Linked DNA regions of Oryzias latipes: region 2 is linked to region 1. The links are chromatin contacts, called in public Hi-C maps. All regions are on one chromosome and are shown on one strand. The core of a region is the stretch at or near the end of the contact, and the rest is flanking DNA. Distances in the headings are between cores, read along the strand shown.

Region 1 (4,035 bases), core at 440-2,939:
GCTGAACAGCAAAGAATCAATTAAACCGAAGCCAACATGTGCTCACCTGACAGGCACTTAAGGAATTAGCCCATGGAATACAGATTGCTTTTAGCTAATTAGCTAAACTATCTTTTATGTGGAGCATGAACTGTAAAGACTGCTGCTCTAATGGCCAATAAGGAAGAGAGGAGTGTTTGCCTGCACACTACTCACACGCCAACCTGTTTATAAAGAGACATGTGTAGAGCTAAGCTAACAATCTTTTTTCCTATTTGAGATCCATCTAGATTTTTAAAATACAAAAGAAAAACAGATTCTCAAAAATGCTCTTCTCTTTTACACACTACTTAGCAGTGCAAGTTTTCATTTAAAAGTCTACTTGTACTCATTAGTATGCATATTTGTGACTTCAGCAGAAACAGACTGAGAATACCCTTCAGTATCCTGATGTGACTGTGTCACAATCTCTGTTTTTAGCAATGCAGAAACCCACAATCCAATAACACTGAGAAAAAGTACATTCTATTAAAACTGATTCTCTTCTGCTAAAAGTTTATGTTTTGTTCCCTTTTTTCCTTTTTCAATCATGATTCTGGTGCTGTTGATGAACGTGTCAGCAGAGCAAAAAATTTAAGCCTGGGCAATAACAAAAAAAATAGAAATTCTTGGCTCAGACTCCAATTACTGTACCTGTATAATGGTCCACTGAGCTTTTCAGCCATTAGGTTTGATATAAACCTAACTTGAATGTGGACTGCTGACAGGTAGCTGAGAAGTACCTTAAAGGGTTCATTTAACTTGCAGAAGATGTGTGTGTGTGTGCGTGTGTATGTGCTTATTCCTTTAGCTTATACATAACCTCCAATCAAAGAAGATGTTTAGATTGGGTTTCTGATTGCTGATTAACTACTAAACCCTTACAGAGAACAGAACCACTCTTTATTCATTAACATTTAAGAATATTTCATTACATTTGGAATAATTTGCTCGAATCATCTGGAGTTCCTGACGACAAAATAATGAAAAAAAATTACAGTAGCTTTGTTCCTTCCACATGAGGACAAACATTTCATCCTTTTTCCTCTTAAAACAAAATATTTTCTTCCACCGAAGCTAACAGAGAACAGTTCTGTTTAGTCTATTTCCTTATTGTTGCGAGTCTCTTCCGCTCTGTTGTTGTGTTATTCTGCTGGATAGTTTCAGAAACATCTACTAAAAAAATTGCTGAGGATGACACACTGTTGCAAAGGGGCTCCGGGGAGGAAACCAGATGTTTATAGCATCACATGCATGGAGGCACTGTTTGGTGCGCTGCATATTTTGTTTGGGAATTTTCACAAGTGCTGGCAAGAACAAAAGAAAACAAATCCTTTTATAGTGTTAAATTAAAAGAATGTGTTTTGAATGTCAGCATGTGTGGGTAGAACAGGCAGAGGGATCAAGTCATGTTTCATATTTTATTTATAGAGTATATGTTAACAGTGAACTTGAATGTGTATGTGTAAGTCAAACACTGAATGTTCTGATATTGCGTGTGTGTACCTGTGAATGGGCGACTGTTGACTCTGCCGCGATTGTGTGTGTGCTTGCAAATGTCTGTGGGTCGCTCTCATCCAGAGCGAGCCATGAAGGCTAATTGTTTGCACATGTGTAGGCTTTTCAAGTGTTCAGAGTGAAGCTGAATTCAACTCTGGGAGGAGTTGGGGGGGGCTCTCAGCAGTCTGCAGCTAAAGTCAGCGAGCCTAAGCCCCTCTGTCTGCTGAAACCAATGCCTTTCTCCTTTTTCGCTCATGGGAGTAAAGGTCAGGGGTCAAAGAGGAGGATCCATGTGATTAGACACAGACCGCTTTTTATCAAAAGTGGTGTGTAATGTGAACCCCAGCACCCCCCCCCCCCCCATTCCTCTTCCATCGCGCCCGATGAAAGTGATATCATAAATGAAAAGACCGTAGCCAAAGTTTCCATTGTAGGCAAATGGAGAGTAAATGAGGCAAAACATTTAATTAATAAATAAAAGCAGCCACCTCCCTGCAAAACACACACAAATGCACACACACAACCAAATCCACCTCGTTTGGAGTCAAACTGTTCCAAAATGCAAAGCACAATCTTGGAGATGTACCAGACAGAGAAGATGGAAAAGTAATTTAAATCTTTTGTAAATTTTTATGGCTTAAAATGGGAAATGATACCTTAAAAGTGCCTGTAATCTTATTTTAAATCCACGGGAGAGCCACCAAAGGAAGATGGAGAACCTACAGTATTTTATTGTCCAAGGTCTTTAGAGTTGAAGTACAACTAGAATTTAGTGTAAATGAAGTTGCTTTAATGAAATGTTTGACTGAAAAGCAAATCAAGAGGTTATTATTGCTGCTCTGCAAAAACACTTTCACTGTAAGCAAATAAGTTTAGATATAACATGCATTTTGTGGGCTTTAAGCATGAAAGTCACTAGAATCATGAATGTGCTTGCTAAACAGTACAGAATTGAAGGGATTTAACGTTACATTAAGGCACTAAATTCTGTGCTTTCCTTGTTGGATTATAGCAAAGTGTGTACAGTGCTTTAGCACTCGTGCCTGAACACACACACGCACACATCAACTCCCTTTTCTATTGATCAAGGTAATTGAGAACAGGCATGCCCCCCCTCCCACTTCAATGCTGTCCTCTCGCAGTGCCCCTCCCCAGACTCATGAAAGCCCAAACATCTGGTCTGCATCCACCCCAAGTCTTCATCCCCCAGCAGTCACCTCTGAGACCCTTGTGCTTTTTAGCCAGAGTGCCGATGCATTTTTTTTGTGCCTCTGAAGTACAAGAAGATGGAGATATAAATACAAAAAGACAAAGAATAAGAATGTTATGATTGTGTATCTTCATGAAGAAAACAGAAAAAAGGATAAATTATTATAGGTTTAAATATGGAAGAATTCAAACTTAAGCCACTGTGAGCTTAGTAAAATAAATCTAGCCAAGGTAAAAGTGCTAAAGTATATAAGTAACACCTGAAAGTTCTGTTTATGGATGATGAGATGATAAAAAGGAGAAGCTTATTTAAAGTTTGCATGCATCTGTGCACGTATTTGTCCGTAACTGTGGGTGGGTGAGAGTAACAGCATGTTCATCCAGCAGTGGAGGCAGTGTGAGTTACAGATAAAAATCAGGCTGGGACAGATTTAATTAACAGATATCCCTCCTTAATGTAGATTCTTTTTGCTCCTGCAGTTGCAACCCCTTGTGCTTACCCAACCAGAAATAACTGATCTTGGCTCCGAAGTAGCCATAATGTGTTTCTCACATTGCTTTAAGAAGCAGCAGTTTGAGCAGACAGTTTCTACCTCCCTGTTTACTTGGCAGCAACCACGATGGGATGTTCTTTATGATATCTATTTTATCAACACATATTATATGTCCTGAATTTTTGAACTGAATCGTTGGAATCCTGGTGTGCATGTGGGTGTGTGGAGTAATTTGCCTCCCATAAAAGAAAGCTAAAAGAGATTTGCCCTTTTAACTGTCTCTCAAGGAGAACGGATTACTGACATCAGTTAAGGCAGAGAACTGCTGGCTAGATGCCCAAAGCACATGCTCTACCTCAGAGAAGAAGAAAGGATCTCCATGTTTGTAAACTGAAGGAGAGAAGGCGGGAAAAGGTGAGTGAAACTGGAGAAAGCCACAGAGAAGGCTTGGATGTCCACGTCGAACCTTTTGGCCCTGCAGCAGCCTTACAATGAATTGAGTAAAGTAAATAGGGGTATAAAGTTTAATGCATATGGATTTCACACAAGCATCTTGCATTAGACACAGTCCTGAAAGCTATTACACCTTCAGATCTAGAGAAAGGGAAGATGAAAAAGTGTGTGAGGGAGTTCAAAAAAAAAAGTTTCTCATGAAAGCATGAACACAATACGGAAAAGGTTTGTTTTCCCCTCATACACCATTTGGCTACAAAGTGTGTAGTCCATGTGCTTACATATGCGGACAGAGTAATTGCTTCGTGTGCATGTTAGTCTCTGATCCGTTTGATCAAATAAATACATTCTTACATGTTTT
Region 2 (4,035 bases), core at 839-3,338, 110 kb after region 1:
GGTGGCTCGAACAACCAGGACAGACACACAAGCACATTTGCAGGCACTGAGGCAAGCTTGCCCTGCAGCTAGTTTGGGCCGTGACCACTGGAACAGAAAAGTGCTAGGATTTGGTAAAAGGTCAGGCAGCAAAGCCTCCCATTTTTTCCCCTATTTTATCTGCTTTTGCAACCGCTGGTCCCTGCAAAGATTCTCACCATCTCCTTCCTTAGGAGCAGGGACCTGATGTGAGTGGGGGGGCCCCTGGATGTTGTGGGTGGGGGAGAGGCGAGGATTTAGAGGCGTGTTGGTGGTGGCTGTGACAAGATCTCACATTTGCCAGAGGGTAGAGTCATACACCTCAGCATGGCTGATCCCCACCCCCTGCCAGCTTCACCTCCTCTCCACCCCCACCCCCCACCCCCCAACCTCACACTCTCTCTTCTCAGCTCTGTGCCCTCGAGCACCAGCCAGCAGCTCATGCTAGTTTGGCACAGCAGGGTCCGCGCCGGCCTGAATATGCAGCCAAGCGTTCCCCTGGCTCACTGCTGACACACAGCAAACTGACAACACACACAGCCCAAAACACACCAACCACTGCCGGCGTTGCCATACTCACACCAGCTTTCAGCTGCCGCTTCCCACACACACACACACACACACCCACACACAGTGTATGCATACATATGGATATGCATGTGGCTGCACACAAAAACCCCAGACAGAATTGAAAGATCAAGAATAAACAAAACTATCGAAAAATTGCTAAAATGCTTTCTTTCATACAAATGTTATCTTTATATAATACAAAAATTCCAATTTAGGATTGACAGCATGCAAAATGAATCTTTTGATCACCCTAAAACTAAAGAATTGTCAGCTTGTTTGTTTAACACAAAAATATTATAATATGACAATATTACCAGGCATACAAAGGTAGTCATGGCTACGCCAGAGGTGAGAATCTGTGTGTATGTGTGGGGGGGGGGGGGTGAAAAACTACCCTTAAATCCTCAGATTTATCCATGTTAGCAGAATCGTTCAAAGGTGGAAACGGCTGTGTGAAATTTTAAATCACACATGTCTAAATCCCAAATCAGCGTGACATTTTACAAGCAGGATTTTTTTTTCTTTTTTCAATAACATCCATCTGGTTATGGTTGTTCACTGACTGACGCAGAATTCATATCCAGGGTAATATCTCAATAATAGCCTATTCATCTGCAGGAAACTAGAGCTTAGCTCCAACCAACATGAGGGGGGGAAAAATGCCTAATAAAAAGAGGAGAACGGTAGCAGCGGCGTGAACAGCACTAAGCGGCAAAATACACCTTGATGCTCTTAACCACATTAGAGCCACAAAAGATCACCAAAGTTGTGAGTTAAATAAACACAGAATTTAAAATGATGCATTTATTTCACATCATAATACCCCGAGTGGGGTACATTTTTTATTTGCTGCATGCTGATGATGCTCAGAGACGCGCACGGCGGCTCACGTGCCCGGCAGCAGAGCTGTGAAGCTGTTTCACAGACACAGTCAGAAACGATTTACAGGGAGATGAGTGGAGCTGGAATGCCATGAAGGCGGAGAGTACGGCGTGCAGCTCCGGCTGTCTGGATGACACCAATGTGTCTAGAAGCTGACGGTCTGACACGGGTTTGCATGTCATACTGCACACACTCCACAGCCCCGCAGCAACACGGGAAGATAAACAAAGGTTGCGCAGAGACCATGTATTCCACCAGTTCAACGTAAGCAATTTATTTTTTAATTCATCTTAAAAGCAACGGCACGCTTGAAAAGAACTTCTGCGTCCTCCGAGGCTGACAAGAGATGCGTTTGAAAAGTAAGCATGACAAACTAAGAGAGAAGTGTAAAATGAAGAGCATGTCTGCAGCTTTGAGCCTGCAATGTTCCTTTCTGGTCACACTGATTTCCCAGGCCCCGGCGTCTCATGCCTGCTTCTTTTCTATCCCGAGCTCTATACTTCCATGACAACACTTCACCTTTAACCTCGGGGTCCCGAGTGCACGACCCTAAACTCCCAGCACAAACCACACCAATCAGATTGCTCGACTCACTGACAAAAACACCCAAAGGCCTTCACTCCTATGACAGTGTGTGACATCAGGTCAGATTCCTTTCACATAACTACTGCTCTGGTCCTGCGTGTGGCTTTGTCAGCACAAAACACCCACTGCAAAGACAAAAACTGGATTTTTTACAAAAGAAAACTGAATTAAAGCAGCTGCACGGAAACTGTTACGCCCCCCCACCCCAATTTTTTTTTGAAAGTTTAAAGGTCAACAACGGAATTTTACTGTTTTTTGCAGGTGTGTTCAGAGGAGCTGAATGAGGTGCATCTTGGGTAACTGAGGTATTGTTCCAGGTATCTGTGCATCTGGAGGGTTTGTGGAGGGGGGGGGCAGCTCTGAGGCTCGCCTGCAGCCCCCCCCCCCCCCTCTTCCTCCTCCTCACACACCCCTGAACTCCACCCAGCTGCCCTAGCGTGACCTTTCTCTCAGAGCAGAGAGGATATCTGGAAGGAGCGGGGGCCACATTTCTCAGGCGAGGGCACGGGGGGTTATTTGGGTTTGAATTTCCTCTCAGTTCTCTGCCCTGCAACCTAAAGTCAGAAAAAAATTAACCCAAAAAAAAAAAAAAACAAAAAAAACAGAAAAAAGAAAAACGTGCCCATACAAGCACTGCTCCCCTCACTCCAACAACACACACATTCCCAACCCTTCAAACACACACCGACACACACCTCCCCCTCTGGCCACAAGAAGAGCTGAGGAAACCAGACACAAATCAGAACATGGGAAGTGATTTAGTGCCTCCTACATAACTCACAAGCATGTCCAGAACCTGTCCAGCATGACATCCAAGTCTGTGACATATTGATCTACTTTGCTGTCTCTATTTTGTTTCAGCACAATGCTACTCCCTCTTTTCTGGGGTTTGTTCCGATTAAAAAAAAATACTAAATAAATAAATAAAAATCACCTGCACATCATAATAAAATCTTGAAAGATACGCTTTTATTTTGAACAAAAAGAATAAGTTGGGTCTTTTTGGTTCCTCCAACAAAAACTATAATGATTAGACAAAAATAGGAAGAAATCATTTTCAGCAATCAAGTCATTTTTCTTTTTTTCTTGTGGTTATAAAATTAAAGGAGACATATGATCAGTTACAGAACGCCTAAATATGGTGAATCGAATCCTTTCTTTCCATAAATGCGCATAGGTTTTACCCGCTCACCGGCCTCGTGAGCGAAACTACAGACGCTCTCTGGAAAACAACTTCTTTTTCTCTCTCCTACCTTCTCCTGCACTCCATCAGTCTCTACTTCTGTCTCCCAGGAGAAACAGCTCCGGTGTCATAGCTCATTTGTCAGTTCCTCAATACAAATTAAACGGCGCCTGACGACTACCTGTATGGCAAATAACATAACTGCTGCTGGCAGGGTGACAACTTCCACACCTTTCCGAACCTGAACAGACACACACACCTTTGAAATGCTGTACTTGTGTCAGTAGCAGCACACAAACACAATACAACTCGCTGCAGCTGTGTCAAAGTGATGCACTTTTTGGTCTAGTTAGGACCGATGTGGTGGTCACTCAACTTGACAGTGGGCATTTGGAGCCATGCCACACACATGTGCTAAAATTCTGCTCCCCTCTCCACCCTGCATGCAAAGAGAGTCTGCACCACATGCTGAGACAAGTTTCGTTTTAGTCCAACTTTATTCCTTCAGGAGAAACAACAAAAAAAGTGGAAAAATCCTGCAAAGTGCCTTTCTTCTGCAACAAACGTCCTCTGTTGCCAAGGAGCACATAAAGGAACACACATCTCGTGACTTTCAGCTTCTTCAATTTCAGACAGAAGCACGTCGGCCATATTTTTCAGTCATGCACTATTTGCAAATCTAGTAAACACTCCTAAATATTAAGAGTTAAGAATTAAGAGCGTGTGTTCCACACAGGGAGACATGCGAGATGGGAGGCTGAAGCCGCGTGCCTGACACCGAGACTAAATAAATCAAA

The links. A called contact is a pair of places that touch in the nucleus more often than the background predicts.
Region 2: a Hi-C map of fibroblasts shows a contact between it and region 1, with 1.5 times the contacts expected there. The contact joins two enhancer-like sites. A contact is called at or near these places in 4 of 5 Hi-C or Micro-C datasets (embryo, fibroblasts and gastrula embryo).

The regions. Positions count from the first base shown.
Region 1 is chr9:17,717,087-17,721,121 of ASM223467v1, forward strand. No RefSeq gene overlaps it. Among protein-coding and RNA genes, the nearest start is that of LOC110015628, 11 kb to the left of the region's middle. Within about 2 kb of position 1,690, at least 2 of the 8 cell types and tissues checked have an H3K27ac peak or open chromatin away from gene starts, as enhancers often do.
Region 2 is chr9:17,829,398-17,833,432 of ASM223467v1, forward strand. All of the region lies in intron 1 of mn1 (transcriptional activator MN1), which reads right to left. Among protein-coding and RNA genes, the nearest start is that of mn1, 11 kb to the right of the region's middle. Within about 2 kb of position 2,089, at least 4 of the 8 cell types and tissues checked have an H3K27ac peak or open chromatin away from gene starts, as enhancers often do.